2 separate regions of the Mus musculus genome follow, and region 2 is linked to region 1. A link is a contact called in public HiChIP or PLAC-seq data. All regions are on one chromosome and are shown on one strand. Each heading gives the region's core, a stretch centred on a gene start, on an enhancer-like site or on the middle of the called end of the contact. The rest is flanking DNA. Distances are from core to core; before and after follow the strand shown.

Region 1 (5,250 bases), core at 881-3,380:
GGCAGTTCGAGAACAGAGGGGCATGTGTTCAACACTAATTAAGAAAGCCGGGATCTTAAAGGTTTTTGCCTTGGGGCTCTTCCCTACCCCACATTGAAGGAAGCTTAGCACTCATCTGTCTGCTTCTGGTTACAAATGTCCAGCAGTGACAGGATATAGCTGTCTCCTGAGAGGCTCTGCCAGTGCCTGACAAATACAGAAGTGGATGCTCACAGTCATCCATTGGACTGAGCATAGGGATCCCAGGGAAGGAGCCAGAGAAAGGAGCCGAAGGGGTTTGCAGCCCCATAGTGGGAACAACAATATGAATTAACCATTACCCCCAGAGCTCCCAGGGACTAAACCACCAACCAAAGAGTACACATGGTGGGACTCATGGCTCCAGCTGCATATGTAGCAGAGAATGGCCTAGTTGGTCATCAATGGGAGGAGAGGCCCTTGGTCCTATGAAGGCTCTATGCCCCAGTGTGGGGGAATGCCAGGGCCAGGAAGTGGAAGTAGGTGGTTGGTGAGCAGGGGTAGGGGATAGGGGTAAGGTGTTTTTATGAGGGGAAACCAGGAAAAGGAATAACATTCAAAATGTAAGTAAAGAAAATATCAAAAAAAAAAAAAAAAAAGCTACGTAGGCTGATGACACAAGAAAACAGAAACAAAAACAAATGTTCAGCAATATATATGGGTCCTTAGTAAAATCTGCAACTTTGATGACTGTAATTCTAAAATCAATACTGCACTCGGTGTGTAGATTTGTAAACGTTTTTTACAAGGACGACTAATAAAAAAATTGATGGTCATTTGTTAAAAAGAATGTGATTTGAAGTTGGCCATCATCGACCTCTTAGTTCTAAAAAGCTTAAACTGAGAGTTTCCATCATGAAAGACACAAAATAGGGTGGGGAATGGATCCCAGAGCTGAGTTGCTTGGACATGAATCCTGGCCCTGCCGTCTCAGTGAGTGTCAGTGACTTGACACTAGCTGCTTCCACCACAGGTAGCTCTCTGGTGTCCACAGAGTGTGCTTTCTGTAAGTGTGGGTGGATGGATGGATGGATGGATGGATGGATGGATGGATGGATGGATGAAAGGATGGAGATGTGTGGAGGGTCCAGCTTAACATGGGCTCACACTAAGCAGAGCCACTTGTATGAACTGATGCCATAACTGCTCCAAGGTATTGCAGGGAAGGCTTTTAATGTAGATGTGAGGGGAATTACAAACTGGGATCTGAAGAGTTCAGAGCAGGGAGAGAAAGTCGTACACTGAGCATGGCCAACAGATTTGACCCAGCCATGAGAGGAAGTGGGGGTGGGGAGGAAGAGAGGAAGATGAGAGTGAGGGCAAAGGATGCAGAGAGGGAAGGAAGAAAGAGAGAGGGGAAGAGAAAGAGAGACCTGTAGAGCACATGACTGAAGTGGCAGGGTTATATGGTATGGGGAGGGCGGGGTTGTGAGCTGGAGAAGTTCAGGGTAAGGGGAGGGATAAAAAGAGCTAAGAAGAGCCACAGGTACTTGTTATTCTGAGAGCCTATAAGCCAGCATGGCTTTGTATGTAATAGGCATCGCAGATAGCATTTGTTTCTTTTGGACCTGCCATCTTTTAGTTGAGTGACTCAGAAGCACAGCCCTGGGCAGTCACTGTTCCTTCCACAGTCCCCCTCGCCGCCCCTTACACGAGGTAAAACTTCCCATGGCATTGCCTTTTGTCCTCCTAGCTACCTCCAAGCACAAAGCCCTTCCAGGAGGCCCAGAGTGAGCTGAACCAGGCTGCTGCTGATCTGAACCAATCTGCTGGGGAAGTCGTCCATGCCACAAGGGGCCAGAGTGGAGAGCTGGCAGCCGCTTCTGGAAAATTCAGTGATGACTTTGACGAGTTCCTGGATGCCGGCATTGAGATGGCTGGCCAGGCACAGGTGGGTGGGAAGGTGGTTTGTGCTGCTCACTTGAGTCTCCCTGTTCTGGTAGACCACCCAGCTGGGGGCATCTGGGTGGATGGGGAACAGGATCCTGTAAAACAACCTGCAGCGCCTTCCTTGACTGCCTTGGAAATTCTGTGACCTCACAGGCTTGGTATGCCCGGTGATGATGGTGACTTTTTCCCACGATCCACCACCAAAGCCTATATCCTTTACCGGAGTTGGGGGATGGGGGGTTGGGAGCGAGGAGAATTTTTATCAGAACTGAGGTCAGTTAATGCATGAACACGTACACACACATGCATGTGTATTTGTGGTTTAGTGAACTCAACTTGAATGAATTACATCTGGGACCTCCGAATGATTAAAAATGACCTCATTCAGATGGAGAGATGAGCTACTTGTTTATAGCTAGGGAACATGACTGGTCTGGCATCAGATTGCAGGACTGGTTTTTTGGTAGTTTGGTGAGGTTTTTTTGTTTGTTTGTTTTTTGGTTTTTTTTTTGTTGTTGTTACATTTTCTACAAAAGGTAATTTATCAGTTAGCAAGCTGGGTGAGAATTCTGTCCTTCCCCAGTCTGAAACTTCTGGGACGCTGTCAGCTTTGAATATCTACACAGAGCTTGTCCTTTGTGCCAGGCTGGGACGTACAAGATGCTTGACAACTCCAGCATTGTTAAGCAAGATGCTCGAATCACTGTCCGGTCTGTGTACTGGTGCGGCTCAGTTGTTCTCCTCCCAGCCCTGCAACGCTCCCGTAGAACAAGAAAGCAGGACTCCTGGCTGACCCTCTTGGACATGCACTTCTTTCTCTGCCTCATGCATCTCTGAGCATCTGTTTGAGGACGAGTGGACACTAGTCACACGTCTGCAGACTGACTGCCCCGATACAGTCTCTGCCTCCACCTGGGGACTTGCTCCTAGCTCCCTGGCTGCTTCTTGGAAAACTGTGGTCAGTCCCATCTGACTGTTTCCTTTTGACTCTGCAGACAAAAGAAGACCAGATGCAAGTGATAGGGAACCTGAAGAATATCTCGATGGCGTCCAGCAAGCTCCTGCTGGCCGCCAAGTCTCTCTCTGTAGATCCTGGAGCTCCCAACGCAAAAAATCTCCTGGCTGCAGCTGCAAGGTAAGAGCAGGACAAGGTGTGCCTTGTGGATGTGTGAGCCATTCTGGATTCTGTTGTTTTGAATGGTGTGCCCAACATCCTACCAGTTTCTCACTGAGCAAAGACTTGCTGCCTGTCTTGTTCTCAGGCGTAGAGTAAACTGATGGGAATTCTGACATTTTGTAAAATTAACTCATTCCTGTATCTTTGGCCCAGTAAGAATGTCTTCCATCTTTCTAGATGAACTCTTCAGTTCTTTCTTAGGCTGCACTGACCTGTAAACATGATGGCTTAAGCCATCATGATAATTTTTCCTTTTCCATTTTTATGCTTATGTATAATATGGTGTGTGTGTGTGTGTGTGTGTGTGTGTGTGTGTGTGTGTGTACATGCATGTATGTGCATTCAGGTATGTATTCACATTTATGAAGATCTGAAGTTGATGTTGGGAATAGTCCGTGAACCCACTCTGTTGATCTTCCATCTTATTTATTGAGGCAGGGTCTCTTAGTCAAATCCAGAGTTGGCCAATAAGACTAGCCAGCTTGCTCTGAGCAGCCCCCCTCCCCCCCCCCCCGCCCTGCCCTGCCCCGCCCCCATCTCCTTCTGCCAAGGCTGTAATTACAGTTGGGCCACCACATTCACTTGGTACTTTACTTAGGTTCTAAGAATCTGAATACTGGTCCTCGTGCTTGCTCAGCAGGCTTTCGAACTACTGTGCCATTTTTCCAGTCTCTACATGGATTGTTTAAAGCAGATTTATGTTGTTCAGATTGTGCAAGAAGTACATGCTCACTAAAATAGACATTGGGAAATATTTACAAGCAGTGCTCAAGCCGTTTTTGTAGACACTGGGCATGCACTACATGCTGGCATCCATCTTGGACTAGATTTTACATATCTATCCATCACTTGCCGAGGGCACTCTAGGGCCAGTGAGGTGACAGTGGGTGCACACTGGTTTTGAACCGACTTAAAACACGAAGCCAAGTTTGGAGTGATTTCTGCACACTTCCCTCCAGTTGCACTCACTTCAGGAATCTAATATGACTTCTACTCCGTAGCCACCACTGTGACACATGAGCTCAGTAGGTAGGATTGACTGTTGGCTTGCAGGTCACTGGGCTGCAGTGATGGCCCAGGGCCATCTGCACAAGCAGTGTCTCATTCATTTTCCCACACTTCGAGCAAAAGCTGCGTTGTGATTTTGTGGTGTTGTATACATTCTCAGTGTTGTTTTATGTCACTTATGTATAACACTGCTAGGGCAGTGGGACATTAATTGAGAGGTGACTGGAGGAACAGAATAGGACAGACTTCAAAATGTGCACACTGGTGATAAGCTTCAGTTCTGCCTGCATTTTTATTCATTTTGATTTGTTATTTATCTGTTTATTTTGAGACGGGGTCTCTCTGTGTAGCTGTGGATGGCCAGGAACTCCTTTCGTAGACTAGCCTGGCCTAGAACTCCCAGAGGTCTACTGGCCTGTGCCTCCCCACTGTTACAATCAAAGGCATGCACTTGGCTTGCTTTTGATTTTTAATTTTTTTTTTGTTGTTTGCTTGTTTGTTTGTTGTTCCTGCCTTTAAGCTGTCAGAATTCAAAAATCTGAATTCTAATTGAAGGCACTTGAATAGTTTACCTGCTTGGTCAGGTGTTCAGCTGGCTCAACCTGCCCAAGCTTTGCTGCCTATGAAATGGGACCTGAGTGTCAGCTACCTTCAACTGTTCTTAGCCTTCATGGTACTAGTATTGACACTCTGTCTCTCTTCCTTTCTTGACTTTAGTAAAATTTTTAAATCTGTCTGTCTTTTTCGTGGAGGCTTAGACAGTTCTCTTGCATGTCCTTGGTTTGATCATTTTGCTTCTGTATTGCTGTGACAGTGTATCATCCAACAAGAATTTCCCCAAGGGAACAAGAATTTCCTTTGGTTTGCAGCTTGAGGGTGCAGCCTGTCATTGCAGCATAGTCATGGTGGCAGGACTGTGAGGCAGTTGGTCACATTGCCTCTGCTATCAGAGAGCCAATCGATGAATGCTGGTGCCCAGAAGTGCAGCCTATGGAATGGTGTTGCCCACAGCTAGGGTTGGCTTCTCTCCTCTGTTAACCCAATCCAGAAACTTCCTCCCAGGCATGAGTAGTGCTCGATCTCCCAGGTGAATCTAAGATCCTGTCAAGGTGACAGTCAGTATGAACCTTTGGAGCAGTGGGCTCATTTGGTGGCAA
Region 2 (5,250 bases), core at 1,820-4,319, 290 kb before region 1:
TCCATCAGACTCAACTTAGACTCATCTTCATCTAGGAGCTAAGGCATTTGAGAGTGGTCCCTCTCAAGGATGCTTGTGACAGCCCTATCCTCTTAGGAGTAATAGATATGCCTGAACTCAGAGATAAAAGGCTGGCGCTGCCATAGGGCTGTAGGGGAAACAGGTTTGTGCTGAGGAAGGGGCAGGGCTACCCGTGGAGTTTCCGACTCAGGCTTCTGTGAATTCTAGGATCATGAAGATGTCTGTTTTCTCCTGCTAGGGCAGTTTCAGTAGCGTGGTGCAAACAGAGCAACCATTGTCTGAGCCAGTACTCTTGGCTCAACAAATGCGTCCAAAGGAAACAAATTAAAAGTTGAGATAGAATTTACTTTGACTTTGAATGGAAAGAGGATAGTTTAAAAAGTATCTATTCATTCCATTGCCTGGGGCTGGACTGACACTGGAGCAGAAAAAGGCTCTAGTCCTGCCTTACAGGTGTTACCCAGAGGCAGCCCTGGTTGCCAGCTGTCTTGGCATAGGGAACCTTGTATGGGAAAGGTCAGGTCAGCCAGCTCAGGGCAGGACCTGAGCCCTGTTATCTGCAAGAGACTTCTCCTGGCCTGAATTTTAATTAAAAAAAAATTTTTTTTTTTAATGATTTTTGTAGTGTGTGCAATGGAGACTGTCATTCAGCCACTTTCTGAAATCCAGGTTTCTTCTTAAAGTGAGTCGGGGCATGCCCTTCCCTGGTCCTGGATAAATCACAATTAACATTTTAGTTGAAGCTGTAGCTGGCTTAACATTAACTTCAAGAGGTCAGTCTGGGTAGAGGTGATTCTTTGAGCACTAAAGGAATATAATTAAAAACAAACCTCTCAACTCAGAAAGATCTCTATACAAAGACAGAAAGTGGAAAGAACATGCTCTCATTATGAACCAGGCATTAAACCAGGATGTGACACACATCACAGGCACCTGAAGTTCCTCCTGCCCAGAAGGCAACCTTTAAAGCTTTAAAGATTACATTTATTTATTTATTTATTTATTTATTTATTTATTTTACATGTGGTGCTTGTTTTCAACAGTAATATCGGAGGACAACTTGCAAGAGTTAGTTCTTACAGCATGTGGGTTCCGGGGGTAGAACATGGGTTGTCACCAGAAACCTTCATCCGCTGAGTGATCAATCTTGCTGACCCAAGAAATCTCACCTCTTACAGCAAAATGGTTTCCCATTTGTGGGATGCATTTGTGGGAGCTTTCAAGCCACACCCTTGTCCCAGCTCCACCTGGGAGCCATTTTATCTGATAGCAAGTCTACGGCCCAGGCCTCGCCTCTTTTTTTCTTTAAAGCTTTCCAGGTGAGCCTGGGACACAGTTGATGATGACACTCCAGGGGTCAGCTGTGACCTCTCTACAGAGTCTCTGAGCTCTGCCGGCAGTGTGCACCCTCAGGGCCGGGAAACTGGGAAGCTCCTTTTCCTCAAGGAGCTCTTTGCCTTCATTCTGACTTCATTTACAGTTACTGTAAATGGCTTCTCTAGGATCCTCTCACAATGCAGAGATCCTCAGCATAACAGAGGCCAGGGGCTGAACTACTACTGTGTCCCAAAACTTGGATTTTTTTTTTTTTTTTTGGGTCAGTCTGACACAAGGTAGAGTCATCTGGGATGAGGGACCCTCAATTGAGAAAACACTTCATCACATTGACCAATGTGCTGATGACTGACAGTTGATGTGAGAGTGAACCCACTGTGATCAGTGCTACCCTGGGCCTGTGGTCCTGAGTTGTATAAGAAAGGCAGGCTGAGCAAGCCAAAAAGCAACATTCTTTCATGGTCTTTGCTTCAGCTCCTGCCTTCAAATTCTGGCCCGCACTTCCCTCAGTGGTTAGGGACCGAGGATTAGGATGGGGAAATGTAAACCAAATAAGTCAGGTTGCTTTTGGTCATGGTGTTTATCGCAGCAGTGCAATCTACTTAAGACTCTGGGTGAGCTGAGCCTTCTGTTCATGGTCGCAACCTGTCAGTGCAGCGCTGAGATGTGCATCTTCTTGCCTGGGTTTTGTCTTTGACAATTGTGTGTTCCTGAAATGGTATGAAGGCCTTTGCATAAGGAGACATTACTGGATTTTGCTGACATTCCAGGCCTGGGCCTCAATCTGCTAGCCGTCTATGGAACCCCTTTGCCTTTTTCTTGCTGTTTGCTGTACTAGTTGCTCAGTTAACCTGCCCTGTCTGTCAATAGAGAGATCTGACCATCACCCCGTTTAGAGTGAGTCATTGCAGCTCCTGTTAGAGCTGTTAAAACAACCAACCACTGTCTAATTCTGGAGTAGTTGTCCTGAGACCCTACCTAGGGTCCTGGAGAAGCCCTTGACATCTTAAGATCTAGCTTAGGACAGAGAGGGGAGGGAGAAATAGCTCAATGGGTTCTTGCCAGGCAAGTGTGAAGCCCTGATGTTAATCAAGGACCCAGGTAAAAAGCTGGACATAGTATTTTATGCTTGTCTTCTCAGCTCTGGGGAGGCAGAGGCAGGAGGATCCCTAGGTCTTGCTATCCAACCAGCGCCTAGGGTAGTCAGCAAGCCCCAGGCTACAGTGAGAGACAGTGTCTCAAAAACAAACAAACAAACAAACAAACAAACCCAACAAAACAAAACCCAAACTAGACAGGGGGTGCAGGAGAGATGGCTCAGTGGCTAAGAGCATTTCTGGTGCTCTTCCAGAAGACTCAGGCTGCATTCCCACCAGCCACATGGTGACTCACAACCTTCTGTAACTCCAGTTCCAGGGGATCCAACATTCTCTTGTGGCCGCTGTGGTCACCAGACATGTAAGTGGTGTGCAGACATTTATAATACACAAGCAGAACACCAACATACATAACATAAAATTTAAAACAAAACAAACAAACAGAAAAGTAGGTACCTGAGAAAGCATGGAGGTTGACCTCTGGCCTCTATTGGTGGTGGTGGGGGGGGGGAAGAAGGAGTGTCTAAGACTGCAGATTTGATCAGTCATGGGTCACCTTCCCCCTCCCCACCTTGCCTGGAAGCCAGGAGCCTGGCTCTGTGGGCTGGCAGGTTTGAACTTTGGTTGGGCAGATAGGGAGTTAAGCCCTCCCCTTAGGGCAGGCTGGTAGCCCGCCGGCCTGGCCCTTACTGGCTTTTTACCACTTTGCCTTGTTCTGGAGCTTCATGGGATTTACTTCTTCTTCTGTCTCAGCAAACATTCTTCGGGCAGCTCTGCTTGCGGCGAGTGTTGGGGACAGAGTTTGACCACAGTGCTTGCTCTCCAGAGGCTGAGATTCCAAAGCCGCTGGGCCAAGTGTGACCTGGAAGCATCTAGCCCAGTCCCTCTGTGTGCCTGTCCAAACTGTGGCTTGTTTTTACCGTACCCAAGCTGCTAAATCTGCATTTTTAACCAACCACTCTGACCAGCAACATTTATAGCTTCCCACAGAGGGCTGAGTGAGCCTGGTTGGGGGTCTCGGCCTCCCTTGGGTGAGAGGTGATAGGGCTGCTTCCAAGGCAACCACTGAGGTGGACCAAAGAGGAAACACTGTGTGCAGTTGGAAGTGTTGGGGACCCCGAGTTAATTAGCAGTGTTTGCATGGGGGTGGGGTGGGAGTTGTTTGAGGGCTTTCCATGCTACCAAACTCTGTCTCTGTTCATAGGCATTTGGACCGACGGCCTACTTGGAGAGATTTTCTGCTTTTGCTCCCCTTAGCCAAGCTCCCTGGCCTTGCTCCATGAGGAGACACCTTCATTTCCTGGGTGACTTGAGGAATGTGGGCCTTGAATGTAACAAGAGGAGGCAGTGAGCAAGGATGTTAGGGTGACATGCTTATGGAACTGGGCTAGGCCCACCATGGCCAGGCTGTTAGTGTGGCTAGTCTGGCTTTCTCTCCCACTCAGAGGCAAGCCCAACTGTAGGTGACTGCTCCATTGTTGAGACTGAGGCCACTGCCTCACGCCTTCTCTCGTGTCCCCCCACCCCCATTTTCTGTAGCCCAAGGGCTCTGTACCTTAGCACAGTTCACATTTGGCGTTGGCATTGGGGAAGGGCTGCCCTGTGCATTATGGGCTGTAGAATCTACCATCTAGATAGCATTCTCACCGTTTCCCCAGCTGTGAGCATGGCTGGAGTATCTCTAGACCTTGCTGGGTGTGCGCTATGGAAGGGGCAGTCACCCCAGTTGAGAAACAGGATGGACCTGGTATTCCCTGGGTTCTTTTAAAAAAATCGGGGCATAAAAAATATAGAGTATAAAGCTCAGTTTACACTCTTTCTGTTTAAGTGTGTATGTGTGAAAGAGGGAGGGAGGGAGAGAGAGACTAGCCATGGGCATTGGATACTTCTGTTGCTTTCCATGTATCTCACACTACCTCACCCAGGCAACAGTTGTCACAGTTGCCACTCAAGAAACCAGTTACAATGTGAGTATTAACTTAACCAAAATGCTTGGGTCCAGGAGTTTTGGGGACCCCAAATTCATTTCTTGTATATATACCTTACATTCACAGCCCGAAGGTGCGGAGCTGGAGTTACAGGCGGTTGTGAGCCAACCATCATGGGTGGAAAGAATCAGGTTCAGGTCCTCTGTAAGAGCAGTACCTGTTCTTAGCCATTGGGCATCTTTCTAGCCCTCAGCCCACTTTCTAATTGAAAGCCAAGCTTGTTCTATAGAGTGAGCCCCCTTGGCTTCTAGGAAAGAAGGAACGGCTGAGTGCCTAGGAGGTGATGGATGGGCCCTGGCCTGGGTGACTCTAGTGTTGATGCTGTTCCTAAGGACTGCCTTCTGCTCTGCTGCCCTCACTAAACAAGCCTGCCCCTACCCACTTGCCTCTACCCACCTGGCCCTCCCTACCTGCCTCTACTCACCTGCTTCTGCCTATCTGCCCCTACCCACCTGCCCCTACACACCTGCCTCCACCCACCTGCCTCCACCCACCTGCCCCTACTCTTTATGGCACAGTTACCACATTCTTTCCCTGTTTTCCAAGTGAATCCTTTGGGTCTTTCCATCCAGTCAACCTAACCAGACTATCCCTTTGTGCTGGCTAATTTTATGTCCACCTGACTCAAGTTAGAGCCACCCCAGAGGAGGGAACCTTAATTGAGAAAATGCCTCCATAAGATCCAGCTATAGGCAAGCCTGTAGGGCATTTTCTTAATGAGGGATTGATGGAGGAGGAGCCCAGCCCATTGTAGATGGGGTCACTTCTGGGAGGGTGGTCCTAGAAGCTTAGATCCCTTAGGGCTGGAG

What was found. HiChIP or PLAC-seq counts read pairs in DNA pulled down with a chosen protein or histone mark.
Region 2: a contact with region 1 is called in an H3K27ac HiChIP or PLAC-seq map of embryonic fibroblasts, with 3 times the contacts expected there. The contact joins two enhancer-like sites. A contact is called at or near these places in 1 of 15 datasets of contacts at CTCF or cohesin (the NIH/3T3 cell line), 8 of 484 Hi-C or Micro-C datasets (the G1E-ER4 cell line, cerebellum, embryonic fibroblasts and 4 more), 6 of 115 datasets of contacts at active chromatin or transcription factors (embryonic fibroblasts, embryonic stem cells, epiblast stem cells and 2 more) and 1 of 9 other capture datasets (embryonic stem cells).

The regions. Positions count from the first base shown.
Region 1 is chr9:67,315,976-67,321,225 of GRCm38.p6, reverse strand. It overlaps Tln2 (talin 2), which reads left to right. Exons shown (of 58, transcript NM_001081242.2): 30 at 1,712-1,909; 31 at 2,904-3,043. Among named protein-coding and RNA genes, the nearest start is that of Mir190a, 82 kb to the right of the region's middle. Within about 2 kb of position 2,130, at least 13 of the 459 cell types and tissues checked have an H3K27ac peak or open chromatin away from gene starts, as enhancers often do. A contact at or near this core is called in embryonic fibroblasts, where this site is marked.
Region 2 is chr9:67,609,785-67,615,034 of GRCm38.p6, reverse strand. It overlaps a transcript of Tln2 not described here. Among named protein-coding and RNA genes, the nearest start is that of Tln2, 53 kb to the right of the region's middle. Within about 2 kb of position 3,069, at least 36 of the 459 cell types and tissues checked have an H3K27ac peak or open chromatin away from gene starts, as enhancers often do. A contact at or near this core is called in embryonic fibroblasts, where this site is marked.